Regions from separate parts of the Sus scrofa genome. Here all the other regions are linked to region 1. A link is a contact called in public HiChIP or PLAC-seq and promoter capture Hi-C data. All regions are on one chromosome and are shown on one strand. Each heading gives the region's core, a stretch centred on a gene start, on an enhancer-like site or on the middle of the called end of the contact. The rest is flanking DNA. Distances are from core to core; before and after follow the strand shown. Region 1 holds the start of DAG1 (dystroglycan). Region 2 holds the start of CCDC71 (coiled-coil domain-containing protein 71). Region 3 holds the start of NDUFAF3 (NADH:ubiquinone oxidoreductase complex assembly factor 3). Region 4 holds the start of USP19 (ubiquitin specific peptidase 19). Region 5 holds the start of SLC25A20 (mitochondrial carnitine/acylcarnitine carrier protein).

What was found. Promoter capture Hi-C pulls out the DNA fragments that hold promoters and counts their contacts. HiChIP or PLAC-seq counts read pairs in DNA pulled down with a chosen protein or histone mark.
Region 2: a contact with region 1 is called in an H3K27ac HiChIP or PLAC-seq map of alveolar macrophages. The contact joins the promoter of CCDC71 here to the promoter of DAG1 in region 1. A contact is called at or near these places in 2 of 5 promoter capture datasets (fetal liver and liver), 6 of 47 Hi-C or Micro-C datasets (alveolar macrophages, brain, embryonic fibroblasts and 2 more) and 2 of 2 datasets of contacts at active chromatin or transcription factors (alveolar macrophages and skeletal muscle).
Region 3: a contact with region 1 is called in an H3K27ac HiChIP or PLAC-seq map of alveolar macrophages. The contact joins the promoter of NDUFAF3 here to the promoter of DAG1 in region 1. A contact is called at or near these places in 1 of 47 Hi-C or Micro-C datasets (embryonic fibroblasts) and 2 of 2 datasets of contacts at active chromatin or transcription factors (alveolar macrophages and skeletal muscle).
Region 4: a contact with region 1 is called in an H3K27ac HiChIP or PLAC-seq map of alveolar macrophages. The contact joins the promoter of USP19 here to the promoter of DAG1 in region 1. A contact is called at or near these places in 3 of 5 promoter capture datasets (fetal liver, fetal skeletal muscle and liver), 2 of 47 Hi-C or Micro-C datasets (embryonic fibroblasts and liver) and 2 of 2 datasets of contacts at active chromatin or transcription factors (alveolar macrophages and skeletal muscle).
Region 5: a promoter capture Hi-C map of fetal liver shows a contact between it and region 1, with 2.1 times the contacts expected there. The contact joins the promoter of SLC25A20 here to the promoter of DAG1 in region 1. A contact is called at or near these places in 1 of 5 promoter capture datasets (fetal liver) and 1 of 2 datasets of contacts at active chromatin or transcription factors (alveolar macrophages).

The regions. Positions count from the first base shown.
Region 1 is chr13:32,025,700-32,031,112 of Sscrofa11.1, forward strand. DAG1 (dystroglycan) reads left to right here and starts at 2,320. Exons shown (of 3, transcript XM_021068744.1): 1 at 2,320-3,366.
Region 2 is chr13:31,768,424-31,774,050 of Sscrofa11.1, forward strand. CCDC71 (coiled-coil domain-containing protein 71) reads right to left here and starts at 2,837. Exons shown (of 2, transcript XM_005669536.3): 1 at 2,744-2,837; 2 at 1-792. The coding sequence starts at 740.
Region 3 is chr13:31,654,335-31,660,381 of Sscrofa11.1, forward strand. It overlaps NDUFAF3 (NADH:ubiquinone oxidoreductase complex assembly factor 3), which reads left to right and starts at 2,607. Exons shown (of 5, transcript NM_001243606.1): 1 at 2,607-2,712; 2 at 2,800-2,992; 3 at 3,160-3,226; 4 at 3,321-3,421; 5 at 3,506-3,753. The coding sequence starts at 2,636. The coding sequence ends at 3,625. It overlaps DALRD3 (DALR anticodon-binding domain-containing protein 3), which reads right to left and starts at 1,972. Exons shown (of 14, transcript XM_021070653.1): 1 at 1,768-1,972; 2 at 982-1,055. The coding sequence starts at 1,036. IMPDH2 (inosine-5'-monophosphate dehydrogenase 2) reads right to left here. Exons shown (of 15, transcript XM_005669533.3): 10 at 5,976-6,047; 11 at 5,145-5,288; 12 at 4,886-5,030; 13 at 4,648-4,791; 14 at 4,483-4,566; 15 at 4,308-4,379. The coding sequence ends at 4,358. MIR425 (microRNA 425) reads right to left here and starts at 739; the gene lies at 660-739. It also overlaps MIR191.
Region 4 is chr13:31,734,839-31,740,591 of Sscrofa11.1, forward strand. It overlaps USP19 (ubiquitin specific peptidase 19), which reads right to left and starts at 1,595. Exons shown (of 26, transcript NM_001271714.1): 1 at 1,333-1,595; 2 at 1,035-1,073; 3 at 737-910; 4 at 517-650; 5 at 138-443; 6 at 1-21. The coding sequence starts at 1,459. It overlaps LAMB2 (laminin subunit beta-2), which reads right to left. Exons shown (of 33, transcript XM_021070660.1): 27 at 5,472-5,713; 28 at 5,044-5,392; 29 at 4,507-4,714; 30 at 4,288-4,429; 31 at 4,028-4,204; 32 at 3,773-3,932; 33 at 3,444-3,693. The coding sequence ends at 3,557.
Region 5 is chr13:31,550,166-31,556,035 of Sscrofa11.1, forward strand. It overlaps SLC25A20 (mitochondrial carnitine/acylcarnitine carrier protein), which reads right to left and starts at 3,124. Exons shown (of 9, transcript XM_003483178.4): 1 at 2,914-3,124. The coding sequence starts at 3,018.

The sequences.
Region 1 (5,413 bases), core at 1,070-3,569:
CTGCAAGCACCAAGCCTGAACTAGGGTGGCCTAGGCCCTGTGGGGTTGCAAAATAGCTCCCAAGGGCGAGTAGCTGTGGACCTAGTGCTAAGCCCTAGGGTGGGGTGTGCAGTTTTCTACAAAGGGAAAGTCTTCAACTCTCAGGACTATAGGGAGTAACAGTACCTTGCATTCACAGCCCCATCCAGCCTTGGCGTACATGGAGATGGCCACCTCCCTCTTTACTCTGCTATGCATTCCATGGGAACGGTTGGGCTCCAGTAGTGGCTTGTTAGGCCCCAAAAGGCTGGTCCAACTCTGGCCATTCAGGCCTCTTGCCTTCTAGGGCCTGAAGGAACAGAGGGTTGTGGAAACCCCAATTCTAGACAAAAAAGGAAGCCACCAATGAGGCCCAGAACTCACAGTTGTTCTGGCCTGGGAGGGAAGTGCCAAGGCTGGAAGGTTGCAGGAGCAGGTGAGCATTGGGGCCAGCCTGAGGCTCAGACCATAGCATCTCCAATTGAGTCCCAAACCTAGAGAGGCAGAGACTGGAAGGATTTTGCTGTGAGAGCTTCAGGCAAACTCTGGTTTTTGCTCCCCTCCTCCTAGGACTAAGAAGATCCTACCCCACCTTTTGGCACTAAGTAGTTGAGGTAAAGACCTTCCCTTAGCTAGAGCTCTAGGGAAGCTTGGGCATGTGGTGCTGGGTCCCTGGAGGCCAGATTGAGGCATGGTGTCTCATCTAGCAAGACCAATGCCAAAAATGAAGGGGAGTCACTCTAGCATCCATGGATGGTCAATGAGGACTAAAGAGCAGTAGCTTCTGTGTAGATGGTAAGAAGGATGAGGTCTGTGCTCACTGCTGTCTTTTGTTTTGGAAGAACATTTACATATAATTGTACAGTCAGACACTAAAATCCCCAGCAGAATTTAGGGCTGCAAAGCAGTGTCTGGTGTATGTTTGGGGGAGGGGAGGACACGCTGTAAGTTGAAGGAGTGAATGAAAGAATGTATTTTGTTTAGAAACTCATAATTTTCTGCATTTTTAGCCTTTTCAAAGAAGCTAAATTTCAGAGCTGGATTTTTTTTTTTTTTTTTTTTTTGTCTTTTGTCTTTTTGTTGTTGTTGTTGTTGTTGCTATTTCTTGGGCTGCTCCCTCGGCATATGGAGATTCCCAGGCTAGGGGTTGAATCGGAGCTGTAGCCACCGGCCTACGCCAGAGCCACAGCAACGCGGGATCCGAGCCGCGTCTGCAACCTACACCACAGCTCACGGCAACGCCGGATCGTTAACCCACTGAGCAAGGGCAGGGACCGAACCCGCAACCTCATGGTTCCTAGTCGGATTCGTTAACCACTGCACCACGACGGGAACTCCCAGAGCTGGATTTTTTAAAGTTTTAATATCTAAAGAATGATTTGGGGATTTTCCTTAGTCTTTTTTTTTTTTTTTTTTGTCTTTTTGCCATTTCTTGGGCCGCTCCCACGACATATGGAGGTTCCCAGGCTAGGGGTCGAATTGGAGCTGTAGCCGCCAGCCTACGCCAGAGCCACAGCAACGCGGGATCCGAGCCGTGTCTTCGACCTACACCACAGCTCATGGCAACACTGGATCGTTAGCCCACTGAGCAAGGCCAGGGATCGAACCCGCAACCTCATGGTTCCTAGTCGGATTCGTTAACCACTGCGCCACGACGGGAACTCCCCTTTTTTTTTTTTTTTTTTTTTTTGTGGATTTTCCTTAGTCTTTACTTCTTTTTCTGGTCTGTATGAAGTTTGGAGCCCATGAATTTAAGTTTAAAGAATCAAAGGGAAGGAGTTCCTATCATGGTGCAGTGGAAATGAATCTGACTAGTATCCATGAAGATGCAGGTTCGATCCCTGGTCTTGCTCAGTGGGTTGGGGATCCAGTGTTGCCATGAGCCATGGTATAGGCCACAGATGAGGCTTGGATCCCACATTGCTGTGGGTATGGTGTAGGCCAGTAGCTGCAGCTCTGATTCCACCCCTAGCTTGGGAACTTCCATATGCTAGGGTGAGGCCTAAAAAAAAATATCACAGGGAGTTCCCATTGTGGCTCAAGGGTTATGAACCTGACTAGAATCTATGAGGATGCAGGTTTGATCCCTGGCCTCATTCAGTGGGTTAAGGATCTGGTGTTGCCACAAGCTGCTGTGGAGGTTGCAGATGAGACTGGATCAGGTGTTGCTGTGGCTGTGGGGTAGTCTGGCAGCTGCAGCTCTGATTCAAACCCTTCCATATGCTGCAGTTGTGGCCCTAATAAGAAAAGTAAAAGAATCGCAAACAGGTATGTGCATTTGGGAGATGGGTCATTCTTTTTTTTTTTTTTTTGCTTTTTAGGGCCGCACTGGTGGCATATGGAAGTTCCTAGGCTAGGGGTCAAATCAGAGCTACAGCTGTCAGTCTACGCCACAGCCACAGCAATACCGGATCTGAGCCTTGTCCGTGACTATAACATGGCTCACAGTAAAGCAGGATAGCACACTCACTGATAGAACCTGCATCCTCACGGATACTAGTTGGATTCACTAGTTGGATTCGTTTCTGCTGAGCCTAAAGGGGAACTTCCGGGGCATTCATTTTTTCTCTCTCTGGAGTCTGCTTCTCCCAGTCTTTCCTAAGGAGAGGAAGAAAGCAGGGGAAACCCAGTTCCACCAGGATCCCATGAGCAACCTCTGGCAGGCAGTAGCCAATTCTGTGTTCAGAATGTAATAGCTGACAAGAGTGCGGGCCTGGAATTCCAGCCTGGCCACAGGCCCAGGAAGGGATGGACACATTCTGCACAGGGAACAGAGTCCACCACAGGTCCCATACCCCGACCCGTTGAGTAATTGTTCAGGTCTAGTAACTGAAGCATCTGAGGCCTTTGAGGTGTGGGGGGGTGGCTAGGTAAGCCCTAGGGACAGTGAGAGCGTCTGTAGGAGCCTCCCCTTTAAGGGAGACAGACCTCAGCAGTAACTACCCGCCTTTCTTCCCCCCACCCCCTGAAAGAATGCGGGCCTTGAGTGAGTGACCAGAGCCAGCGGGTCAGAGCTATTTCTGGCGCCTGAGGAGCATCGGATTCCGGGTGTTGAGGGCAGGAGGAGGGGACGAGGGTCAGGCCCGAGCCACTTCCTGGACGCCCCCGCCTGCTGGGGGCACCCGGAGAGGGGCGCGGCTCCCTGCCCTTCCGGTCCTCGCCTCAGTTTCCTCATTAGTATAGGAGGCGGGCAACCGGGCCATCATCGTTTGCAATTTAGAGGACGCTTCCTGAGTGTTTTCTTGGCTTAGAAGTACCTGATCTGCGTTAGAGAGAAATCAGCAGGGCCAAAGGCAGTCTATGGATGGCTAGTTGCGGCAGGGCCAGTCATTAAGCCTGACCACCCGGGTAGGTTGGATGATTCTCAGCGGCTCAAATGCCTGAGGTTGGGCGCGGCGCCCCTCCCCCGCTCCCAGGTCTGAGAGCTCCCCGAGACGCGGACAGCTTGGGGCGTGTTCTAGGGGCGGACTTGGCTCGCCGCGGGGCGGGATTTCCAGGATGGGGCGTGTCTTTTCGGGTGGGGGCGTGGCGGGCCAATAGGCAGAGCGACGCTGGCGCGGGCGGGGGCGGAGCCTTTGCGCGGGTGCGGCGCTCTGCGGGGCGGCCGACGCAGGCAGAAGCGGGCGTCGCGGGGACTGTCGGTCGGCGCCGCACGGAGCTGGCCGCGGGATTGGCTGCAGCACTCGCGTGTCAGGGGGTTGCTAGGCTCCGGCCGCGCGCCCCGCCCTCGCGCTCGGCGCCCTCTCACCGCTCGGTACGTGCTCGCGCTGAGGCTGCGGTGCGGCGCTCGCGCTCCTTGGGCTCGGCGGCGGCGGCGCGGCAGCGGCAGCGGCAGCGGCAGCGGCAGCATTGCTCCGAGTCCCCGGGGAGAGGCGACGGAGTCTTGCGGCCCGGAAGAGCGAGCACCTGCTGCAGCCCACTAGCCGGGGCTCGGTGAGTGCGCCGCCGGTCCCCCGCCGCCGTCCTAGCCTTCCGAGGAACACCTGCTGCTGCTCGCTGTTTGGCCCGGGGCGGCGACACGGTCGCGGACGTCCTTGCGGGTGAGGCGGCGGCTCGGCTGGGGTAGAGCCATCCCGTTGTTCTCGGCCCTTCAGGCCAAGGCTGGGGGCGTCCGACGTCCGGGCCCAGGCTGCGCGCCGCGGTGATGGGCCAGGCCTCAGCCCGGAATGCGCTCGCGGGAGCGAGGGGCCTGCGCGTCGGCCGCGGGCGTGTACGACCTGCGGACTGCCTCCCGGGCTTCCACAGAGGGTCGCGCGGCCCAGTTTGGCCAGAGCCAGAGAATGGGGCGTTGAGCCCCCGCGGGAGGCAGGGAAGAGTGCCACAGCTGCTGGGTCTTGGAGCACTCAGAGCTCTGGGGTCACCCGTCCACACACGTATACACTTGGGTTTCTTCGGAAGCCTGCTACTACCTTTTCGTCTTTTTATTAGGTATTGGAAAACCGTATTCTCCCGCGGGTATATTTGGAAAATGTCTTCAGAGAAAATGCTCTCTCGGTTTAGAATCCTTTTGCCATAAATTCCAAGTTAATTTCATACAAACAACTACTAATTTAAAATGCATATTTTAGTCTCTGTGACTTGAGAAGCTCTTAGGTTTGTGAACTTAGTTCAGAACCAGTTTTAATGGTGACCATGCATGAAGTTTTGCTTTGGCGAGAGCTGCAGCCTGGGACAGCTCGGTTATAGCCTAGAGTTCTAAGTTAAGAGTAGGGCCTGCTGTTTCCTTAAATAAGCAAGCAGGCATGGTTCCTGGCATGGAAGCCAGACTCTGTGCAGGGAGGGTGGTGTTTATAGGACATAAGTCCAGATAAAGAAGAGTTGGATGTGCTACCAGGTGTTTTGAAGTTTGGTGTAGATGGGATGTTATAACTTTATCAAGTTGTTCTGTGCTTAGTGTTCGGAGACATAATTTTGGAATGTCCCCTTTTAAAAAAGAATTCAACATTGGAGGCATAGTGTGAATATGGAGAAGCTGAATTAAACTTGGTTTGCCTTGGAGTCTAGGAATAAGAGCTCCTGGCCTGCATGCTTAAAGGAGTTTGAGAAGCCATTTGAGGAGGGAGTTGGATGCCTAGTGTGAGCCAGCTCAAGGTCTGTGGGATACTCTCAAAAGTAAAAGTACTATATAGGCACACATCTGGTTGGAACATGAACGCTTGTGTTGTTATGTGCCTCTGTTTAAAGAGGCTGAAAAATTTATTTGGCAAAATGCATTCATTTATTTAACAAATATTTGGCTTCACTACTTAGCAAATACTGTGACAAGTCCAGGGGATCCACATGAAAGAGGCTGATTCTGCTCATAAGGAACTCAGTTTTGTGGACAGTGGGGCATGGGGAACCTATGATTGATAGTGTCTGCCGCACTAAGTGTCCCACCACTAACATGGTGTTT
Region 2 (5,627 bases), core at 1,587-4,086, 260 kb before region 1:
CCAGCCCTGGAGCCTCTTTGAGTCAGACCCTTGGGGCCCTTGCTTGTGGCTTTTCTGGGAACTTTGGGCTGGGAATTCCCCGGGCTCTTCCCTGGACCTCTCCGCAGCTTCAGGGGAGAGTCTGCAAGTGAGAGCTGCACTGACTGTGCCTTGTGCTTGGCACTCAAGCAGGGTATGGGAGTCTTGAGTGGAACCAGGGCCTCAAGTACAACGGACAGCCGCATGGCAGGGTAGACACCTGGATAGAGGTGGGTGGGAAAGCCCACTGCTGCACCCTGGGCATGGCTGGCACTTGACTGCTTCAGGGAGTTCAGTAGCAGGTTGGTGGTGGCATGCTTGGTGAGAGGTGGTGTGGACGCTTTGGCCAGCCTGCCAGACAGTGGCATGGGAAGCAGTGTGGCCTGGCCTGCAGAAAGCTGCATGGGAGTTCGGGGAGCACTGGCTGGAGGTGATGTGGCAGCTGGCATGGGGGCACGAGCTTGCAGCTTTGTCTGGCTTGGGGGGTTGGCTGTGCATGAACTATAGCCATAGACATCACCGCTCCGCAGGATGGTAGGTTGGAAGCCATCATCCCGCAGGCCCTGCAGGAAGGCCACAAGCTGGGCCTCAGTGGCACTGAGATCCTGGCTCATAGGGTTAAAGACAAGCAGCGCCTCCTCCAGGGCCTTCTTCCCTGCCGTGGAGATCCGCGACCAGGAGTGCACAGCTTTCTCCTCCACATGCTGCACCACCACGCTCATGGCATTAGGCACTGCAGATCTGCCTGGGTATCCACAAACCAGGGCTTGGCACCTCCAAGGCAAGAGGAAAAAAGTCAATAAGAACGGCACCAAGATACAGGCCAGGACAGGTAGACAGGTCAATCAAGACCAGCATTCTTCACAATAACATCTATGGATACAAAGGACCCTGGCCAGAATGAGACACTCCCTGGGGTAAAATCCTGGCTGTTTGAACTACCATGGTGGTGGGGGGGAGGTTGAGGTGGGGGACTCATATGGGTCAGAGGCAGCTTCATCAGAATACCTGACCATAGGCTCATCAGAGCCATCCAACCTGTTGTTGGGGCCCTGGAAATATTTAGGCTTGGCCAAATCCCTAGTATTAGATTTAACACTGGGAATATAGGCAAATATCTTCCAGACACCCTGTACAGAAGGCAAGATAGAGATTATCTTCTAAGTTCTTGGCAATACACACAGGCACAAAGCTCAGCTTGCCAATGGGTCAGTGAAGGATTACTGGAGAGGGATACCCAGGTGGGACATGAGTGATGAAGAGAAAAGGACCAGATGGAAATGGAGCAAAAAGGGGAGCAGCCAACCAATGGCTTCGAAGTGAGAAAGAGTATGACAAACTTGGTGTGACTAGAACCTGTGGTTAGGGCTGGGAAGTCTAGCTGAAAGCAGGGCAGTACAAATTTTGAATGCTCTCTGAATGCTGGTCAAAGGTCCCAGACTTACACCCAAGTCCAAGACCATCTCTGTTTCTCCAGCTACTGCTGTTCAGGGGCCCAGGGTGGAGGCTCCCTGTCTATCAGAAGTTCTGCTTTCCAAGTTCCCAGACAGGGTCCAATTCCTGGCACTAGAGCCATGGAGACTAATCTTAAGGAAAGAGCCAGGCTCTCTTTCAATAAAAACTAAAAAGATGATGAGTAGCAGGTACTAATAACACAGCTCTAGAAAGTTAGGCAGCCAGGAGCCAAGCAGCCAGACCAAGAGTCCAAAATCTGACAATGGGAGCCAATGACTCCAAGTAAAATGGTTAAGATAGTAGACACTAGAGATTTGAGGTATCCTAACTAGGGCTTGGGCTGCAGACCTAGTTCAGCTCATTTGGAGCTGTCTGAGAAGACCCAAGTTGTCCAGGCTTCTCTGAAGCTGTGAGCTCTCAATCATGACTAGCCCAACCCAGCACCACACAGTTCCACCAGAGCATTAAAAGATCAACTGAGATGAGGCAAGTCCCTAGGGCCAGGAGGTGCGTCTGTGCAGTGTCTTCCTCCGCCCTAGTGGAGCAGAGGAATTATTCCGAATTCCCTGGAGGAAGTGCCCTGGGGCTCTTTGTTTGGAAACATTCTTTGATCCTCAGGTGTCTAGGCACCTCCCCTCTCTAGAGGCCATTCTCCAAGTACAATCCTCGCATGTGACTTTAGTTCTTTTATTTTATTTTTTTCCAGGGATTGTAGTTTCCAAAGCTGAGAACTGTACAGTAAGGAGGGGCCCACTACCTCCAAGAACACATATTGGGGGTGAACTGGGGGGCTCTTCCGCCCAGGTCGGTCTGGGCCCTTGGGAGCGGTCCTCTGGGAGTTCCAAGACACTGCAGCCTGACCCCTGACCTCCCTTCACACCTGCCCCCGAGACCGGCAGGGGAAGCTGGTGAACGACGTGGGACGGGATAGGCCCCATCCAAGTGGAACCAGGGAGGGGGCAGACCAGGACCCTCAGGCTGGGAGTCCGCGTCCCTGGGGTCCGAGCCGAGGGTAGGAGCGGGGGTCTTGGAGGCAGCGAAATGTACGGGGCGGGCGGTGGGAGCCCGACCGGGTCGCACAGCCCCAGGGTGGGGTCGTTGGGCACGGGGTGGGGGTTGGGGATCTCGGCCGGGCCGGCAGAGGGCGCAGGTCCCGAAGGAGCCAGCCGCCCGGCCCATCCGCCCTGCCGCCTCGCGGACGGCCCCTCCGCGGCGTGGCTAGGCCCACGGCCCCAACCTACCGGCGCCGCCGCAAGGACCCAAGACGCACCTCTGCGCCGCCTCCGCTGCTCCAACATGGCCGCCCGCTGCGCACCGGAAGTACGCCGCGCTTCCGCTTCCGGGACCTGGCCCGCCCCAGTGACCCTTGACCCCTCGAGACCCCGTTTCCCCCAAAGTCTGGGGGCGGAACAAGTAAGAACCGAGGAAGACTTCCTGGAGGAGGTGGCAACGAAAACTACCCTAAACTCTTGGGGGCCTGTGCAGGAGTTTGAGGGGCAGAGGTGCTTTCTGACGCTGCCCGAGGCAGGACTGCACCAGAGCCCAGACTAGCTTGGATTAGGGGCCTAACACCCTCTCTGAGGGGCCTGATGGTTCAGTGACATCTTACCAGGGAGGGTATCCTGGTAAGGTCCAAGCCATCCTTCACCCTCTAGTATCCCCATGAGCTACTGACAAGGTCTGTCTCTGTCCCATTTGCCTGACCAGAGGGTGAAAGGAGTGCACTCTGCCTGGGAGTGTTGCACAGGAGCCCCTTTATTTTGTAGCAGGGGTACAGCTTCTGAGGGCAGTAGGCCTTCTCTTCCTGAGAATGGGGGCCACCACATGTGGTATGAAAGGCTGGTGTGCACACATGTTGCATATAAGCCCAAAGTTATAGGCGTGTCCAATCTGAGAGTCCTAATATAACAGTGTGGGCCCGAGTATGTTTGCTTAGGAACATGCAGACAGTTGTGGTGGGAGGATCCTGGTCCAGCTTCAGCTCCCTCAATGGCAGGAAGCCTTCCCTCAAGTCTTAACTGTGCCCAAATTTCTGTTCTTTGGTCTGAGAGACTGGGGCCTATCTTTCCATCTATAACCTGGGGGCCAGCAGATGGGTTCACCACCCAAACAGCACCAGATGAGAGGATATAGGGGAAAATTAACACTAGGAGTCTGAGGGGGGCCAGAATGGTCTCTAGTGCTCTAACCTAAGTCACCTCTTGGTTAGGGGCCCCCCATACCAGGATGAGAACCAGCCTGGAAGCCCTTGTTTCATGGATGAGATGGTGGGGAAATTAGCACCTTGTTCAGTTCCTGAGCTACGAAGCAAAAATGCTGTCACAACTTTTGGTCCTAACATGTAGAGTGGTACAAATTTGGTAGCTGGGGCCAGGTGGAAGCTGGAGGGTGGATGAATGCTTCATCTGGGGGCTAGTTAATAGCTCTCCTCCCTTCCCATAAAACCCCAGGATTCTCTGGCTGCTTACAGAGGGGTCTGGGCACCTCTAAAGAGAAACACACACCATACCCTAGACCTCACCTTGTGCCCCTGAGCTTCCCAGGGCCTCAGCACTGATGGTGGGGTCTTCAGTGCCTTCACGCACAGTCAAGATGTCCAGAAAGAAATGCAAATTCAGAGTTCCTGCTGTGGTGCTATGGGTTAAGATCCATTGTTGTCTCTGTGGTGGTGCAGTTTCGATCCCCGGCCCAGTGCAGTGAGTTAAGGATCTGGGATTGCTGCAGCTGTGGCATAGGTCACAGTTGTAACTCAGATTTGATCCCTGGCCTACTTCCATATATATTGCAGATGTGGTCAAAGACAAAGAAAAAAAAAAAAGGAAAAGAAAAGAAAGAAAGAAAGAAAGAAAAGAGGGAGTTCCCATCGTGGTGCAGCAGAAGCAAATCCGACTAGGAACCATGAGGTTATGGATTCAAACCCTGGGCTCGCTCAGTGGGCTAAGGATCCAGCGTTGCCATGAGCTGTGATATAGGTCGCAGATGCGGCTCAGATCCGGAGTTGCTGTGGCTATGGTGTAGGCTGGAAGCTGTAGCTCCAATTAGACCCCAACCTGGGAAACTCCATATGCCACCAGTGTGGCCCTACAAAAGACAAAAAAGAAAAAAAAATGCAAAACTATCTTGCTCCTCTGGGGTCAATGCTCCCAGCCCTGGGTCTTGGAATAGAGAAGGGAAAGGTGGGGTCTCAGAGGCCAGAGTGTCAGGGGGTGCAATCAGGAAGTCCTCACCTTCACACTCACAGTCCCCAACTGTGGATGAGCTCCATCTCTGGTTAAGGATTAGCTTTTTACTCTTAGGACCAGTTCAGCCTTACCTTCTGACCCAGCTATCTTCCACAGCTTCTCCAGAGCCAGCGGTGTTGGCCACCTTTGTGCAGATGGGGCCAGGTGCTATTTAAACAGAAGCTACTTCCATGAAGATACAGGGCCCAGCCTGCAGGGATGGCATAGACCTAGATGTGTCCTGGAAAGTGGATACCTCTTTGGTGATGTCCAGCCTAGAGGTCAGTGCAAAATGGAGGACCAGGAAGAGAAGGTCCATCCTTAGTCTGTGTCCCTTCCAGACATTAGAACTAGGGGGATGGCAGGGGTTAGGGGAAATGGTTTAAGGTACCTAGCTCCCTGAGGAGAGGATGATCCTTCTACCTCTTGGTACCCAGTATGTCCCAGATGGAACTCTCTGGAATTATTCATCAGGGCCAACTCTGACTTGATCTGGACTTTGGTGGATGCTGACCCTATGGTGTAACTGGGATCAGATGGAATAAGGGTGAAGAGACCACAGGGTTATCCCAGGATCCAGCCCTTGCTCTCCATTTGGAACCTTTATAGCCCTTTTATAACCCATATCCACCTTACCAGAGAGTTCTGATGGAGTTCTAGATGTGAGGCAAGTGGCCTAGGAGGAAGAACCCCAGAAAGGAGTCTGTGTGCCAGAGAAAAGCCAAGGCTGGGTCTTGAGGAACCACTTCATGGGGAGGAGAGGAAGCAGGGCCTGTACAAGACTCTGAGAGGCAGAACAAGCAGCAGGAGGAAGCCAAAGTCACAAGGGGTGAGGCTTTGAAAATACCAGCAAGATTTCAGTTAAGGCAAAGACCAAATAGCCCCCCTAATTTTAGCTATATAATGTTCCAACGTTGGTGAGACCAAGTTTGG
Region 3 (6,047 bases), core at 1,357-3,856, 370 kb before region 1:
CAACTTAAGGTTATTTGCAAGCATTCCTTTTGAGATGTGAGTTGTCTTTATTCCCAGTAAATCCCAGTCCGCTAGAACTGCTGGTTTTCTCCCCTTGAATTTTGAGGAATTAGAACCACCATGATGGCTTCCAGAACTGCCAGCTTTTCAAGTTTCTCCTTTAACCTAGTATACTTTAACAGGGATCCTCCCACTTCCTGGTTAAGGCAACCAGCCTTTGTGGCTCAACTAAACAATGTGACCATAAGAAGTCCCAGCTTAAGAACAGCTCTTGTCCCTCTACCAGTGATAAACCTCTTTCCTCTGTCCCAGGAAGGCTCCAGAATGTCTCCATTTCTAGTAACTTAAACCCCCTTTTCTCTCTCCTTTTTGTAGCTGCAACCTTGGCATGTGGAAATTCCCAGGCCAGGGACTAAACCCCAACCACAGCAGTAATGACACCAAATCCTTAATCACTGGGCCACCAGGGAAATCCCCCTCTTTCTCTCTTTTTTTTTTACTAGGGATTGAACTTGATGCAGCAGAACATCCATAATCTCTGCCCTGGAGAAGTGAGAGTGCCCAGAACTCAGAAGAGAGAGGATTCTAGGAGCAGGAAAAGCTTGGCAAGGTCCCTTTCTGGGCCAGGGTTGCAAGGCCCTGCAGGGAGGCTCCGAAAGAGCACTGGGCGGACACGACATTCCCGATGGCTACTTGGGTGCCCACTCAACGGGAGTGATCGTGTCATTCCAAAGCACTTTCCATGCCGCAGGTGCACAACCTAGGGTCAGCTGCTAATAGGATTGGGGGCCAGAGGCTGAGCTGGGGTCTTCAGCTACTCTTGGTGCATGAGGACACTTACAGTGGCTTTACCCCAGGAAGTGAAGGGCTATCTTTAGTCAGCTGTGGGCTGGGGTGGCCCTGGGGGACTCACCACCATTGCAGACCACCATTGCAGCCCAATCAGAAGTCCCTGTGTCCTCCCTCCCTTGCCAGTGCTACCTTGGGATCCAAGAGATGGCCACAGCCTGGGCTCCCCGACGTCTACGCCTGTCATTTCCAGCCTGAGGGCGCACCTGAGAGAGGGACAGAAATCAGAGTGGCCCGATAAAGTATGTCTGGGGATCAGGGGCTAGCCCACCGAATCTGGGCCAGAACGCTGCTCAGGCAAGAGAGCAGGGAACGAAATCCAAGTGCAGCTGGAATGCTCTGGAGACAACAGCTGCTTTTGGGATTCCGTTGCCCGCTGTCCAGCCGTGGGGAGTGGGAGGTTGAGAGGGGTAATCTCTTGCCTTGGTGCCAGATCAAACTTCCTACATTCCCAGTCCCAGGAGAGGGAGCCAAGAGAAGGTGGTGAAATCAAGTGCGGTAGGAACGAGCCGCTCGCTCACCTGGGCCCCAAAACAATAGGTGTGGTGGGGACCCCCCCCCCCGGGACTGGGTCCCAATCTGGATTAGATCCACGGGGTAGGATTAATCCTGTTGGTCCCATGCAGTCAGGGCCACTACACTGGCGGTGGCGGGGCGGGCTTCAGGATCAGCCAAGAGGGAAGCGCGCCCGTGGGGCCTCGGAGAGGAAGTAAACCCTCCCCTGGGACACCCCCGCACCCGGGCCCTTTGTCTGGTGACGCTGCCAGTGTCGGGAGTGCGAGAAGCCCAATGAGCCCTCAAGGCAGCGACGGGACCCCCGGAGATCTACTGAGAACGTCCTCGGTTGTTCGAAACCCCCCCGCCAGCCTGGCCCCGCGGGCGGCAGACGCAGCAATGTTTCCCCGGAGGCCACCATACAGTAGGCGCGCCGAGATGTCGGAACCTGCGCGGGCGCCAGCGACTCTGGCACCAGTAGGCCTTCTGATTCGGCTCAAGACGCGGGGGAGGGATTCTCTGGACGCAGAGCGAGGTGAACAAGAATAGGGCGATACTCCGGCCGCTGTATAGTTCAATGTCTGGTCCGTTTCGGCCCGGTCCGACCCAGGAGCAGCAACGACCAGCCTGACGTCGCGTCCTCTTCCGCTTGTTCTAGCCGCAGAGTTGGAGCCATTTTAAGGCGAAACCACTCAGCCACGCCCCCTCGCCCTCCAGAGAAGCCAATCCAAGCGCAACGACGCCTGGTGTGAAACGCCGCGGCGTTGCCAACGGTCGCGCGGGTGAACGGTTGGGAGGGGCTGAACTCGGAGGGCGAGAGGGGGAAACCTGAGCTGCCCGCACCGCCCTCGGAATCCGACTCCGCGAAGCCGGGATTAGAAATTTGGAGGCTGGCACCACGCCCTGGCCAGGTGTGCGGGACTCGAACAGGTGCTAGGCCGCCCCTCCCCGGGTCCCAAGAGCCCGGCTTAATGGCTAAGAGCCGGGGGCCCGGCCGCGGCTGGGGCTCAGACTGTGCTGAGGCCTGTCACGCCACCAGGTGTCCGGCTCCCCCAGAACGGCCTGCGGGGGCCTGGGGCGGGGCGGACGGCAGCTGCAGACACTGGAGCCGCACCGGGAGACCCGCCCTGCTGGGACCTAAGCCCCTGGTCGGCTCCCTCCCGTCTCCAGCCCGGGGCCGGCAGAGCTGCGCGGTGCCCTCCGCGACGCTGGGGGCGCTGTCGTTGCTCCGGGCTGGGTGACGCCACGACCCCGCTGACCCTGCGCCGGTCTCCCTGTGCGCTGATCCGCCATGGCAGCGGTGTTCGTGCTTCGGAGCTTGTATCGAGCGCGACACATCCTTCGCTGGCCGCTCGCGCAGCTGTCCTGGTGAGGCCGGACCCACCGTCCCTGACCACCTGCCCCCCACAGCCAGCGACTCCCAGCCCCTTAGACCCCGACCATACCCCTCCGCAGGGCCCCAGGGCGTGGGCATCGGCTCACGCCGACGGATGATGAGCTGTATCAGCGGACGCGAATATCTCTGCTGCAGCGCGAGTCCCCGCAGGCGATGTACATCGACAGCTACAGCAGCCGCGGCTTCGTGGTCAATGGAAATCGCGTGCTTGGGCCCTGCGCGCTGCTTCCGCACTCGGTGGTGCAGTGGAACGTGAGCCCTTCCCTGCAATAAGGAAACCCGAGGACCAGAGTCAGGCCTGCCTTCCTGACTCCGTCCTTGGCAAACTTGGCTTTTCTTTTGCCCCGCTTTGGAGCAGGTAGAGGGTCGGTGGGGAAACCTCCATAGACTTGTAATTAACTTGTCTCCTTCCCACACAGGTAGGTTCCCACCAGGACATCACCGAAGGAAGCTTCTCTCTCTTTTGGATGCTGGAGCCCCGAATAGGTACTGGAGGAAGGGAAGGCTGAGGTGATGAGCCCCGGAAACCCACCCTCTCGATAGACCTCGTTGCAGCCTTGCTATGCTCATCTTTCCCTAGAGATTGTTGTGGTGGGCACTGGAGACCGGACTGAGCGGCTGCAGCCCCAGGTGCTGCGAGCCATGAGGCAGCGGGGCATCGCTGTGGAAGTGCAGGACACAGTATGTCTGGTACTCGGGAATGCTGAGGCGAGCCCAGGCCTGGCCTTGGCCCTAGCCCAGCTGATGCTGGCTTTCTCTTTGCAGCCCAATGCCTGTGCCACTTTCAACTTCCTGTGTCATGAAGGCCGGGTGACAGGAGCTGCTCTCATTCCCCCACCTGGAGGGGCTGCTCTCACATCTTTGGCCCAAGTCTCAAAAAAATGAACCACCAGGAACCTTGCCACCCTTTGCTGAGTGCAGGGGTTTCCAGTTTTTACTAGCTCCTCCCCTTTGGCACTGTAACAACTTGTCTTTCTAGCCAGCAAATTAATAATTTAATCTACTTCTCACAATTTTGTACTAGGTGTATTGCTGGACAGGAGCTGCTGGCTCCGTGGGTTCATGGAGGGGGTTGTGAAAAAATCAAGGGGATACTCAAGAGGCGAGGAAGCTGTATAGGTGTCTGTTATAAACTGTACATCTCTTTGCTCACATGCAGATTTGAGGGGACTTCAGTGCTTTCTCCACAAGGCCCTTTAGAGATTCAAGTTAGAGAACATGTATGTGGGGTCTCAGCCTGATCCCCTGTGGCCAAGCTTTGGGCTAGCAGGAGGCCCTGTGGATGCCAGTCTATAGCCTCATGGCCTGTTCTGTGACCCTTTCTTAGCAGCTACAGTCAGAGTCACAGTTTGAGACCAAACCCTTGGGAGCCAGAACTGGTCTGAGCTGCCAGAGAAGGGACTTTCTGAATCTAGCACTACCACCTACGTCCAGGTGCTCACAGCACCCTCATCTCAGGGCTTGAGGTTTTCCCTGGAAATGACGGTACTGTGTTGGTGTGTATCTGTGATGGTGGCAGCTGCAGAGCACTACCTGCTTGTTGTTGACCTCAAAGATCAGGCATCACTTTTTTTCAAACTTTTATTGAAAAACCAAGGAGGTGTGCTGTATCCCTTTTCAGAAAAGACGCTTCTCATACCTGTTGGCAGAAGGACCAGCTGTGAGGGTGAGGGCAGGAAGACCGAGGCATGGGAGACACCTCAACCCCAAGGACAGAGGAATGGAAAGGGTTGGTCACTTACGAATGAAGGCTGTGGACGCCACCTTCAACCTGAGCTGAAGATGTTCTCTTTTCAAACTTGAGCTCCCCAGAATACATCATGGCTCTGAACAGGGGTGGTGGTCAGATGTGGGGAGCTGGCCCTCGTCCAGCCCCTCTAGTCGATGGCCCTGCTCCCTAAACTTACCGGACTTGGGTTAAACTCTTAGCACCAATGTCCTGGCAGGAGTGCTGGATGCCGGCAATCAAGTATGGAACAAATTTGTGGATGGATCCTTTGTCCTGCACAGCCCCAGACACCCCCTGGGCCACCTTGATTTTGTCAGCTTCACTGCAAGAAGAGGCAAGAAACACAGACAGGGTCAGAGCCTTGATGATACTGCCAATGTAGAGTTAGCATACAGTAAATGGCTTGCCTGTCCCACCTGAAATATCGGTTCTGGCTGCTGAGATGCTTGTCCATGGCATCAAGAGAACCCATGCCACGATATTTCTTTAGTCGGATCCCATCAGAGAAGAAGTACTCGCCAGGGGCCTCAGTGGTAGCAGCCAAGAGGGAGCCCATCATAACTATGGACAGGAGGAGGGAGGGAGCCCATCATAATTGTGGATAGGAGTGCTGTGGGAAGACCCTGACTGCATTAGGAAAGCAGTCCCACCAGGCTTCCTGGGTGTAAGCCTCACCTGTGGAGGCCCCAAGGGCCAAAGCTTTGGCAATATGGCCCACATTTTGAATTCCTCCGTCAGCGATGACAGGAACACCAAATCGCCGTGCATATTCTGACACCTTGTACACTGCTGTTGCTTGGGGACGCCCACACGCCAGCACTGTTGAGACATGGAGGAAGAAGTGTGGGGGGGATGGGGTTAGTTGGGTGCTGGGGGTGGGGGGGGGAGAACAAGCAAGAAGCTCTGTGGCCACAATCGGCACCCAGGAGCTCTCGCTACACTTGCACCAGGACTGCAGCCTGGCTGAGGAAGTCTTGTCTGGGATGGCTACTGTCCCAGCTGCCATGAACAGTACAAATAGCTGTGATGGAACTTCACTCACCCTTCGCGTGTGCGCGTGCATGTATGCATGGCCCAGGGCAGCCTCAGGCACATGCAGTCAGCAGCTGTGAAAGCCCCTCCCAATTGGCATCAGGTCGGGTAGGGGTCACGGTGCAGTTAGTACCCAGAGGCCCACCCTTTGCTCCCTGCATTGTGGGCAGCTCAGGCAAGATCAGGGGCAGTGATGGTGTGGAAGGAAGAGTGGATCCCATAGCTGGTTCTTAACCTGTGACTACTGCAAGAGACATGGGCAGGGCAGGGCCTACCTGGAGGAGGTCCTGCCCTACAAGCATCCCAGGAAGAGATGGGAGCTGTGTTCTTGAGCAGTTCCCAAAACCATGGTCTGTCATTCAGTTTGCCCTGCCCACCCATCAGCACCACAAACCCCGGGAGCTACAGCTACAGTCAACCAAGCAGCCGGGCAGTGGGCAGCTGGGCTGGGCCAGTGGGCCGGGCCAGACTTACTATAGCAGCCCGTGACAGTAGAAGGGCATTTGGGGCTGTGGGACTTTATGTCTGGAGGGATCTTGGGAGCCG
Region 4 (5,753 bases), core at 345-2,844, 290 kb before region 1:
GAGCTGTTCCTCAGCCTCAGCCTATTTACGGCAAGATTGTTTGCAGAATCAGCCCTGGGTCTGGCTGGTGGCTACCCACTGCAGTCCACACCCTTTCCTCTTGTCTAACAACTTCCAAGCAGGCACGCCAATCTCACCTGGGTGGATGCTGGCTCAGCCAGGAAAGGGGGGGCATCACCCCGGGGTCCAGGGCCATCTCTGGACCCTTCCCCTTCTGGCCCTCTGCGGAGATGCACAGCTCTCTTGGCGCTGGGGCCTGCCTGGGCCCCAGGGCCAGCCCCTGTGCCTGCCTCACTACGGCCCTGGGCCCGTTTCTGGTTCCGGGCCTCCTGCTTAGCCCGGCGGGGCTCAGGGCCTGGCTCCGAGGCAATGGGAGATGCTTCCTGCCCATTCTCCTGGCACCGCAGCCCTGGCACCAACTCCTGGGTCCCTAGAGGTTTCTTCTGCCAAAGATACAGCAGTCAGACTTGGTCAACTACAGTGAGTATCCCTGCCTTACCTTGCTCTGGAACTTACCAGGAGAGAGGGCCACATGAGCATAGGCACCTTCTTGGGCAGTGAGAGCTGCAGGAGGCCACCTTTGCGAGCCTGCACTTTGGTACAGGAACCATCTATCTCAGCATAGAAAACACCACCCCACTGCCGACCACCTGGCGACAGAGTGGAAGCAGTGAGCTGGGGTAGGAGATAGCCAAGGATTCAAATCTACTGCTAGGCTCAAAGCAGATGAACAGACCTGGAAGCCGCACCACACAGTCTGTGTCCGTGAAAGCAGCATCTACTTCATCCAGCCTCAGGGGACCAGCTCCCACACGCAACTTGACAATCACCTCATCAGAACTCTGCCTCCAATCCAGCAACAACTCTGTAGAAGGAGTTCCAAAAAGATTGTGAGGGTCTCCATGAACTTCTGATGAGGATAAGCAGGCACCAGACACCAACCCTAACAAAATTGTTCTAGACAAAGGCTATAACCCCACGACCCCCCCTCTCCCCTAGCAGTCTAACATCCAGAAGGCCTGTACATTACTCACCCTCTTTGGTATGCTCCTCCTGAGGAGCGGATGCTGACCCTGACAACAAAGGAAAGAACAGGGAAAGGATGACAGATGGGAAGCCTCCAAGATTCTAACACCCACCAAACACCATCTTTAGGATCTCAGCCAAGCACCCCAACTTCAAAGCTAAGGCTCTACCCAGCCTGCCATTGGTCCTTCTCTCAGCATCAGATCAGGACAGAAGGAACAAAAAAGTCATCTCCCAACCTCTAATCCACACACTCAACAGGAAGGGAGGAGCAGAAGGTCATGAGCCCTCTGGGATTGACACTACCACCTCTCCTGGGATCTCCATCCTTGCTCTCCTGGTTTGCTCGATCCTTCTGCTTCTTCTTACTGGTGGCCTCTTCCAGTCCCAGGGGCCCTCTCCTTGGGCCTGTGGTGCTGGCCCCTCCAGACATCTTGAGCCGCTTGGTCGACAGCCAGAGTGCCCCAGGGTCGGCAACGGCGTCTGGGTCAGGGCTACGGCGCTTTCTTCCTGGCCCAGCTATCTTGGCAACTCTTTGTGGCCAAATCTTCCAGCAAGGAACTGACAGCCTAATGAGAAGCAAACCAGTGATCACTACCAAGGCCCCAAATTTGCTCCTTGGTCACGCCCACGGCTTGGCAACCTGGGACACTTCTAACCCGACAGAGCAATGTCTCTCCATCACCTGATCTAGCCCTGGATACTCTCAGACTATTCCTAGAGGGAAACAAAAAACACAAGGAGCAGCAGCCACTGCTGGCTGAGCATCCTATCTAGGAGGTCTGCCATGAAGACCCACAAAGGAGTCTCACTGAGGAGACGCCAGGTCAAGGCAGCCACAGCCTGGGACCAGGCTCCACCATCAATCTGGAGAGGAGCCATGGCTTCAGCCCACAGGCTGGTGCTCTGAGCAGGGTGCTCACTTTCCCTTCACTCTCACTGGCTGCTTAGTCACCACCCGAGAAGTAGGAGGTGGAGGAGGAAGGCAGGAAAGAGGGAGACAGGCAATCAAACAGCAGGAGGACCAGGCTCTCTGGCTGAAAACAGGCCCAGCCCAGCTGCTACCACTGACCAGGCAAGCTCTTGAGATTAAGGCACCTCACCTGCCACCAGCCAGTTCCCACCCTCCTCTGAACCTGCTTCTATGCATTACTCCATTTATTTCTTTTTTTCTCCTACATCTGGAAAGATTTCTCTCTCCAGTTGCTGTCCCATGCAGACAGAGAATTGTAAAAGCCAGGGTGAACAGTGCATTCAGATGTCACACTACCATTTCAGCAGCAATCCTGCCCCAAAACCAAGGCAGGACGGGCATCCAGTTTGAGACTGAAACCCTTCCTTACCAGGTCCACACATTTATCAGCTCTGAGCCTGAGACCTTCTACCCATTTCCCACAAACCCACCAGTGGGTTCTGGGCTGTTTCTTCATCCAAAATAACGTTCTCAAAACCGAGATAAGGTGGGCATGAAGGAACCATGGAACCAGGACCCCTAGCAGCCTCAAGCATGGCCTGAGACAGTAGCAGGACAGATAGTGATTAGTCTGTGTTCCCAAGGGTTGTGGCTATGAGGGGAGGGGTAAGATGTTCTTCTATGGGTCAGATGTGGGACTAGTGAGCTGCATCTTCAATGACGACAGGTCCAGAGCAGAGGGACAGACATCCTCCGCCTCTTTGCTCCCAGGCCCCAGGCGAACATCGCGTCCCTCCCCTTTCCTCCTGGGACATTAAGGAGGGAAAGGGGCTGTCTAGAGATCCAAGGCCGCGCGGGGTTACTGACCACAGACCGGCGCCGGCCAGACTGCAACCCAGCTCCAGCCTCCGAACCCTGGGCCCATCACCACTACCACCTCCTCCAGGAAGCCGCCCTCGCCCGCCGCCAGCCCTCTCCAAGACCGAAGGCCGGTCACGGGCGTAACGTAACGGCCCCGCCTGCACCAGTGGGCCCGGCACCCCGTAGGGCTCGAGGGGTGGAGGCTGGTGCGGCCCGTGACCTTGAACAGGCTGCCCCGGGCCGCGTAGCGGCCTCCCGGCTCTGGCGAGAAAGGCAAGCAGCGGCCCGCCCCACTCACCGAGCGAGGCCGCCGCCGCCAGCCCTCTTCGGGCCCTGGCAACCCGCTCTCGGTTCCGGTTCCGGCGTCAGGTCGGTTCCGGTTCCGGCGCGCCCCTCCCCCGTCCCGGCGCCGCCGCCACCGCCTCAGCTGCTTGTTTTGTTTCGACTTCTAGTTACGGCCGCGGGAGGTTGAACGCAGAGCCGATGACGCACTTCCGGCGGGAGCGGGCACGCGGCGACGGGCAGCTCCGGGGCGGGCCCGAACGGAGGAGGCGGGGCTCCGGTGCCTCGCTGGGGCCCGGCTGGTGGCGGCCTCTATGTTCCGCCCAGAGAATCCCACCCTCCCCAAATCAGAGTCCAGATAACACAGCGATTCACACTGGTTTATTGGGGGCCTGGCCAGGCTAGGGACTTTCCGTGCACAAGCAGTAATGCGTGCGGGGCGGGGCTGGGACTGGGGTAGGGCTGGGGCTGGGGTCACTGGCAGGTATTGTAGATCTGGACCTGCAAGTTGATAGCTTGAAGCACGCTGCGCATCCTGGCTTCCAACCCGTCCAGCTGAGCCGCTTTGCCCTCCAGCGCCCGCTCATTCTCTTCATAAGTGCCTTCCAGCTCTAGGAGAGACAGGTCTCAGCAGAAGGGTCCTTCTTTCAGAGTCCCACGTCTCTGGCGCCCACACGCTGCCAGCCTCACCTTGCAGCCGCTGTAGCTTGTCTTGAGCTGCCTGCAGCAAGTCCCGAGCTTCATCTCGCAATTGCTCCGCCCGCACTTGCGCAGCCAGCACACCCTGGGCCTTGCGCTCAGCCAGGGCCCTCACTGTCTGGTACTGGTCGCCTAGTGGGCCCTGCAACAGCTAAGAAAATAGAGGGCAGAGTCAGGGTGGTGACCCAGTGGAGGCCCAGGCTTTACCGCCACTGCTTCCAACTGGCTCTGCCTCAACCCACCTACCTGTTCAGCCTCCTGAGCTCGACCCTGGGCACTGCCTGCTGTTTCTTCAGCACTAGAGGCTGCCAGGCTATTCCCTGCTCGTTTCAATTTCAGAGCCTCTAGGAGTCCATCCAGTTGCTGAGCCCGCTCATCTGCAGAACTCAGTGCCCGCTCTGCACCTGACATCCTCTCCTGCACCTGCCACAGGTGGGTTCAGGGTTAAACAAGTCTACGCAGCATGCTCATAACCTTGCCCCACTGATGCCCCAGAGAGACGACACCTGGTTCAGGGTCTGCTCCGTGTCCTGTGTGTCAACCATTGCCTCCTGGATGGCACCCTGAGCAGCACCCTGTGCCCTCTGGGCCTCCTCCAGTGCCGCCTGTACCGTCTCTGCCTTCTGTTTCTCACCCTCGGCCCGGCTCCTGGGGAAGAGAGGTAATCAGGACCCTCAAGTATCAGAACCAGGTGTCAAGGATGGGGTCCAAGGCTGGGGTCAGACCGTGCCCGCTGCGCATCCTTCAGTAGCTGCTCCGCTCGACGCACATCTCCCACAGTACGCGCTAGGATCATGTCCACATCTGCCAGGCTCCGGACCCGCTCTGCAATCTCGCCTGCCAGATGCTGGATCTGCTCAGGTGACGCTGGGATGGAGAGCTCTAGCACTCGTGTGGCCACCATCTCAATGCTATCAGGATCAGCCCCCTCCTCTATGGGGATACAGGCAAGGGCTTAGAGATACAGGTTCCCCAGCACAGGCATGGGGAAACAATCCTGGGGTACAGACTCAGGGACCACACATGGGGTATGGATTTGCTAATAGGCATAGGGATGTAATCACAATGACAGGGACTATACGCAGGACATAGATTCAGTGTCATGGACTTGGGGACTACATATGGGCAAGGGCTCAGGGCCAGACATCCTGAGCCCTTGCCCATCTGTGGTCACAAACACAGGTACAGTGCAGGCCCTGACCCAAATATGAACACAGACACGGGGGAAACACCACATGGCCTGGGCCACAAGGGAGGCTCACGGCTGAGGAAGTCCTTCACACTCTGGATAAGTTCCCGCAGTTCCCGGTTGGCCTGTTCCACCTGTCCCCTGGAAGCATTAGCCTTGTCCAGGGCTGCCTGGGCCCGCTGCTGTGCCTCGCCTGCCTGCCGACGGGTCTCAGCTACCTGGCTGAGGATGCCACCACCTTCTGCCAGTGCCCGCTGCAGTTCTGCCTGTGTGTGGCGGGCCCGACCCAGCGCCAGGTCCGCCATGGCTGCTGCTCCACTGCAGCTGAGGCCCCCACAGCGAGGCTGCCCATCCTCGTCCCGACAGCCGGCACCCCCACAAGGACTCGTAGCACAGGGTGCATCTCCCGGGGACCCACACACCTGCCAGGCACAGAACAAGTCAGGGCCCAGTGGAAGGAACATCCACACCCACATGTCCCATCCCACACTTGTACCTCACCAGTTCATTTATGCCTGTCAGGCTCAGGGTGTGGGTACGGGCAGAGAGCTCGCCCAGTGCCTGCTGGTTGGCCATGTGCTTGCGGTTGAAGTCCTCCCTCTGGGCACCCATCAGCACCTCTGTCCGGTGCCGGGTGCCTGCTGAGTGGCTCACAGGGCTGGGCACTGTCAGGGCCGAGGTGTTGGCACGACGTTCTGCCTCTGCAGACAGGCTGTGGGCATGGCGGATGCTGTCATAGGCACCTAAGTTGGGCAGAGGCAGGCAGTCAGCTGAAGGTCAACC
Region 5 (5,870 bases), core at 1,874-4,373, 470 kb before region 1:
ACTCAATGAATTTTATTACATTTATAGTTGTACAACGAACATCACAACCCAATTTTATATCACGTCCATTCCAAACCCTTAGCCCATCTCCCCACCCCCCAAACTGTCTCCTTTGCAAACCATAAGTTTTTCAAAGTCAGTGAGTCAGTATCTGCTCATTATAGTTTTTATTTTCACTAATGATTAGTGACACTGAACATTTTTCCTTTTTTTCACATTTATATATCTTTTTTTGCAGAAATGTCTATTTAAGTCCTTTGCTTATTTTTAAGTTGAGTTATATGGCTTTTTGTCATTGAGTTGTAGGCGTTCTTTATATATTCTGGATCCCAGCCAACATGTGCCACCTCACAAGAAATCCTTGAACCAGACCACCTACCTAAGTGGCTCCCCAAATCTTGTCTCACAAAGACTGTGAAAATTAATGAATGCTGTTTTAAGCCACTAAGCTTTGGGGTAGTTGTTACACTGCAAGAAATAACCGACACACCCAATGACTTCTGCCATCTTTTTCGTGCTCAGAGTTCTACTTCCAAATCCTTCTCATGTTGCTATCATACTAACCTCTCCAAGACACCATTTTCACCATGCTGTTCCTCTATTACTTGAAATTTCTCATTGTTGTATTTGTTGAGGCCTTATATCCCACACTAAGGAAAACTCTCTCTCTAGGCAATGGAGGTAACATGCAGGTCTGAGGTGTTTATGGGACACTACACAAGAAACATCCAGAGGCTCTCACTGCTTTACATCCAAAATCCCTTACTTGGCCTTCAGATCCTCCATGGTCAAGCACAACCTCCCCTAGTAATAGGAAGAGAGAAATGGATCAAAACTTCTGCCTGATACCTTTTTGTGATTTTGTATAAATCTCATACCTGTCTCATGACATCAAGCACCCCAGCCCAGCAAGAACATTAAAGTCCTCCATGGCTGGTCTTATTTTATAACCTGGCTTCCACTGCCTAGCCTATATTCACCTTCACTCCTGCCCTCCCCCTATGCAGAATGTCCGGGTCTCCCTACTTCTTCAGTCAGAACTCAACCAGCCCTTAACCACCTGCTATAGAGCCTTTCCAAGCTCCAACTGTGAAGTGCTGCAGCTCTTGCCTTCTCAAGCCACCGTTAGTCACCTTGGACCTCTGAAAGTGCCTTCAAGCCAGACTCTGATTAGATCCTACCTGGCTCTCTGAGGTCAAAATGATAGCAGTCAGCAATATGCAGTTCTGCCTTAAGCTAAAAGGAGACTTTGTGGCTATTAAAATTGCCACTTAGCATTTTCGGTCATTTACTTTTCAGTACAGAGGTCACTGGGCCCTTCCTGGGAATGGGGAGAAAGGGCAAGAGGGTACAGAGCTCCTATAAGGGAACAACAAGGCTTTGTTTGTCTTTAAAGAGAGGCCCCAGATGCCTGGAACTAACAAGATTTCCACCTACATAGATCAATAGTAAGAAGAGAAACCAGGCAATTCTATTCTCTTACTAGACAGTGCTGCTTAGCAATAACCACTGTCTGGGAAGCCCTAACACACACGGCATTTACCAAATACTGAGTAAACATCTGATTTCATATTTCACAGGGCCCAAACCAGCCCGGCTGCTTTAATCCTGGTTTGTGATAGAATAACCCCAGATCCTCTCCTAGATGAAAGACAGCAAGGAGCTTCCTGCCCAAACTTGCCTAGAGAATGTCCCCAAAGCAAATTCTCTGTTGAGGAAACCCTGTCCAGCATTATATAAGTCCCCTACAGAGGCTTCCCACTCTATAGACTCATGTCTATTCCCCAGGCTCAACCTCACCATTATCTGTCAATTTCCTCCAAGTGTGTGTTCAGAAATAAGGTGAGAAAACTAAGATGAAGCTTTGAATGCAAAGTCACAGAGCACTTTAAGAGTCACTTTCTTAAAGTGTTTCAGGGGGAAGAATTGCGGCATCATGTGAGAATAAACAAGGAACAAACCCTGATGTGTTTTCCCCTTCCCAGAGCCTCAATCTGACCATGGCTTCTTTAGTTGTTGTGAGGATCTGCCCAGCCCTGGACAAAGCTGATCACCTGCTTTCCTTGGAAGAGGCTCAGTAACTGAGGACATCATCACTTCCCATAAGAAGCCACTCAAGCTACTGTAGGGTGACAGGTTTAAGTTGGTCAAGCCCCTCTCTGGGTCAAGAAAGGTGCAAAGGAAATAGTGATGGAGCACTCTGGCTCAGAGGAATGTGTCAAAAGACACGTTCCAGAAAAACGATGCCTCAGTCTTTAGCTCTCTTCTGGAAGGGGGCTTTCAGATGAACTGTTTCTAACTTGCTGATAACATGAGGGAATGCAGAAGTCAGAGCTTCCATTCCCAAAGAGGTGGCACCAGATAAGAGGCTGCCGGACGGAGACATTTATTTAAATCAAGGGCCCTGTGGTTCCTGTCGTGGCTCAACGGTTAAGGAAGCTGACTAGCATCCATCAGGACGCTGGTTCGATCCCTGACCTCACTCAGTGGGTTAAGGATCTCGCACTGCCATGAGCTGTGGTGTAGGCAGCAGACAAGGCTAGGATCCTGCATTGCTGTGGCTGTGGCATAGGCTGGCAGCTACAGCGCCCATCCCACCCCCAGCCTGGGAACCTCAATATGCTGCTGGTGCGGCCTTAAAGAGACAAATATATAAAAATAGATATATATAAATAAATAAATCAAGAGACCTTGGTGAACGGTTAGAAGCTGCTCGTTCTGTGCCATTCAGCTCTTTGGGGTGCAGGAACAGTTTCCCAGACCCCCAAAAGGAGTGAAATGAAAATTCCCTGGACTTCTCGTGGAAGCTCCTGCGGGACCCCTTCTGTCCTAGGCCGAGCCTCGAGGGAGACCCTGCTTTTCGCTCCCTGCCTGGGCCTCCTCCCTCCGGCCCGCGCCCCAGCCTTCTCGCACCTTGACCGTGTCCAGCGGATGCCCCACGAACACCAGGCACATGCCTCCAAAGCCGCCGGCCAGCAGATTCTTGAGAGGGCTAATGGGCTTTGCCTGGTCTGCCATGGTCCGTCTGAGTCACAGTATCTGCAGCTTTCCAGCGGCTCTCGCCCTACCGCTCCAGCCACAGCGCCGGAACCGCCGACCTTTCCCCTACTTTTGGGTGGGCGGGGCATAAGCCCGGGGCAGGTCGGGAGGAGGGTCTAGACCGCTCCCCCCGGCCCGGCTTCCGCCGGGGGAGGGCTTCTTCCGTCCGAAGTCCCGCCTCGATGGCTTGAAGGAGTAGGGGCTGGCCGAGACGCGTTGTGAAAGGTCTGTTTTAGGTTCTCGTTCCTCCACTCGGTTGGCAGAAGTTGATGGCACTCTGCTGTGTGACAGGCTCCTTTCCAGGTGCTGGAGGCACAGCTGGTAACACTGCGCAGGGGTCCCTGTTCTTATGGATCTTACAGACCATAACGAGGATAAATAAGTGGAAAATGCAATGTATCCAGTGGTGATAACTGCAATGAAGAAAAATAAATCTGGGAAGAGGATGGGGGGCAAGTAATTTGCAATTTTAATTAGATGAGTAAAGGAGGGTTTCACTGAGAAGGTGACTGGATTCAGGACCTGAGAAGGTGAGTTCTGTCCACAGATGTGAAGGGGATGGGGAGGGACCTTACAGGCAGAAGAAAAGAATGCAAAAAACCCGGAGATGGGCTGTGCCTGACCAGTTAGAGATGCCAGAGGGAGGCCTTTGTAGCTAGAGCAGAATTAGATAGATGAAAACATGAAGGTAATGGTGGCATATCAAGCAGGACTTTGTGAGCCTCTGTAAGGGCATCAGTCTCTCCTCTGAAGGAGATGGGAGCCATTCTGGGGTTTTATGCAGGAAAGTGGCATAGTCTGACTTATGAGTTAACAAGATCCTTCTTACTGCTGGATGAGAATAGACTATAAGGCTAAAGGTCTTGGTCAGAGATGCTGGATTGGACTAGAGCACAGCAGAGTAGGTGGTGAGGCATGTTTGGATTCTGGATATATTCTGAAGAAAGAACCTAAAAGAATTGTTAATGAACAGAATATAAGGTATGTAGGAGAGGAGTTAAGGATGATGCTGTTGTTTTTGGCTTATTTACTCTAGGTAGACAGTATGCAAGTATTCACTATATTACTCTTTTTTTAAAAAAATGTTTATTTTTTATTGAAGTATAGTTAATTTACAACTTTGTGTTAGTTTCAGGTGTACAGCAAAGTGATTCAGCTATACATGTACATATATCTATTATTTTTCGGATTCTTTTCCCATATAGGTTATTATAGAATACTGAGAAGAATCCCTGTGCTATAAGTAGATCTTTTATATTACTCTTACATTGTTTCCATATGTTTGAAATTTCTCAAATTAAAAAGTTGTGAACAGTTGGAGTTCCCTTATGGCTCAACTGGCTAAGGATCCACTGTTGTCACTGCTGTGGCTGGGGTCACTGCTGTGGTATGTTCCTTGGCTCAGGAACTTCCATATGCCACAGGTGCGGCCAAAAAAGAAAAAAAAAAAGTTGTGAACAGTAAACATACCCCTATTCTGCAGCAAGTACCTCACTGCCAAGCTGACGTGTTAATAGTCCTCCTTTGTAGGCTCTCCTAGGCTAGCAAGAAGCCTAGAATGGGGAGGGTGGACCACATATGCTAGGGGTGGAAAGATGAGTGACAGGGTCAGGATTGGGATCAGGAAGTAACTGGCCTGTCTAGTACAGAAGGCCTGTAGGGGAGTGGAAAGCAACAAGTTGGGGCAAGGCTCGAAACCCTGTTTACTCTGAGCTATAGGCTTTTTCTAGATGGGATGGGGAACCATGGAAGAATTTTAACCACAGTGGTGACATCAGATTTGTTTTAGAAAATCCATTTTGGAAGGATGAATTTGCGTTGGGAGAGGATGGAAGCAGGGAGATCAGTTAAGGGAAGATTACAGTGGTCCAGGAAAGAGGCAGTGAAGGCATGAACTGAGCCAGGGACCATAGAAGGACAGAAAAAGAAATAGATCCCAGAGGCATTGCCAGAAAACTTGCAGCAGCTCTGGGTTTCAGACACATTGCAATTGCAGTACCAGTGACACATCTGAGGACATATCTGATCAGTGTCAGGTATATGACTTGGGAACCAGGAAAGAGGTGAAGGCCAAAGACAGAAGCCAGGAAGGCTTCAGCATAAAGATGTATACACAACCCCTAGAAGACTGTGCCATGTGAAGAAGGGCAGTCATGGAAGAAAGTTGCTAGTAGAATTTTGGAAAATAAAGAAAAAGTGGTGCTTTTGAGACCAAGGGATGAAAGGGTTGAATGCTGGGTCAAGCTAAGGAATTTTAAATTCTCCTTAGGTGTAACTGCTTGTCATTGGTGACATTCAGAAGAAGCTTGCAAGGGGTGTTGACAATGGTGGTTGGAACACTGAACAGGCATCAAGAAGGCAGAGGCACTAAGAGTCAATTACTTGTTCAAAGAGTTTGGCAGGTAGGGAAGGAAAAGGCACAAAAGGTTAAAGGAGGGATTTGAGTTGTGTTTGTTAAGATGGGACCAAAGAGCTCCCATTGTGGCTCAGTGGTAACCAACCCGACTTGTATCCATGCGAACACCCGTTCAATCGCTGGCCTCACTCAGGGTTAAGGATCTGTTGTTGTTATGAGCTGTGGCATAGGTCGCAGACCTGGCTTGAATCTGGTGGTGCTCTGGCTGTGGTGTAGGCCAGCATCTACAGCTCTGATTCGACTCCTAGCCTGGGAACTTCCATATGCCACAGGTGCAGCCCTAAAAAAAACCAAAAAAGACAAAAAGAAAAAAGAAAAAAACACTAACTGAACAAAAAGATGGGACTGAGACTGAGAGAAATTACAGGAAAGGAGAGAGAAAGCACAGCTGATAAGACAAGGTCCCTGAGATAGT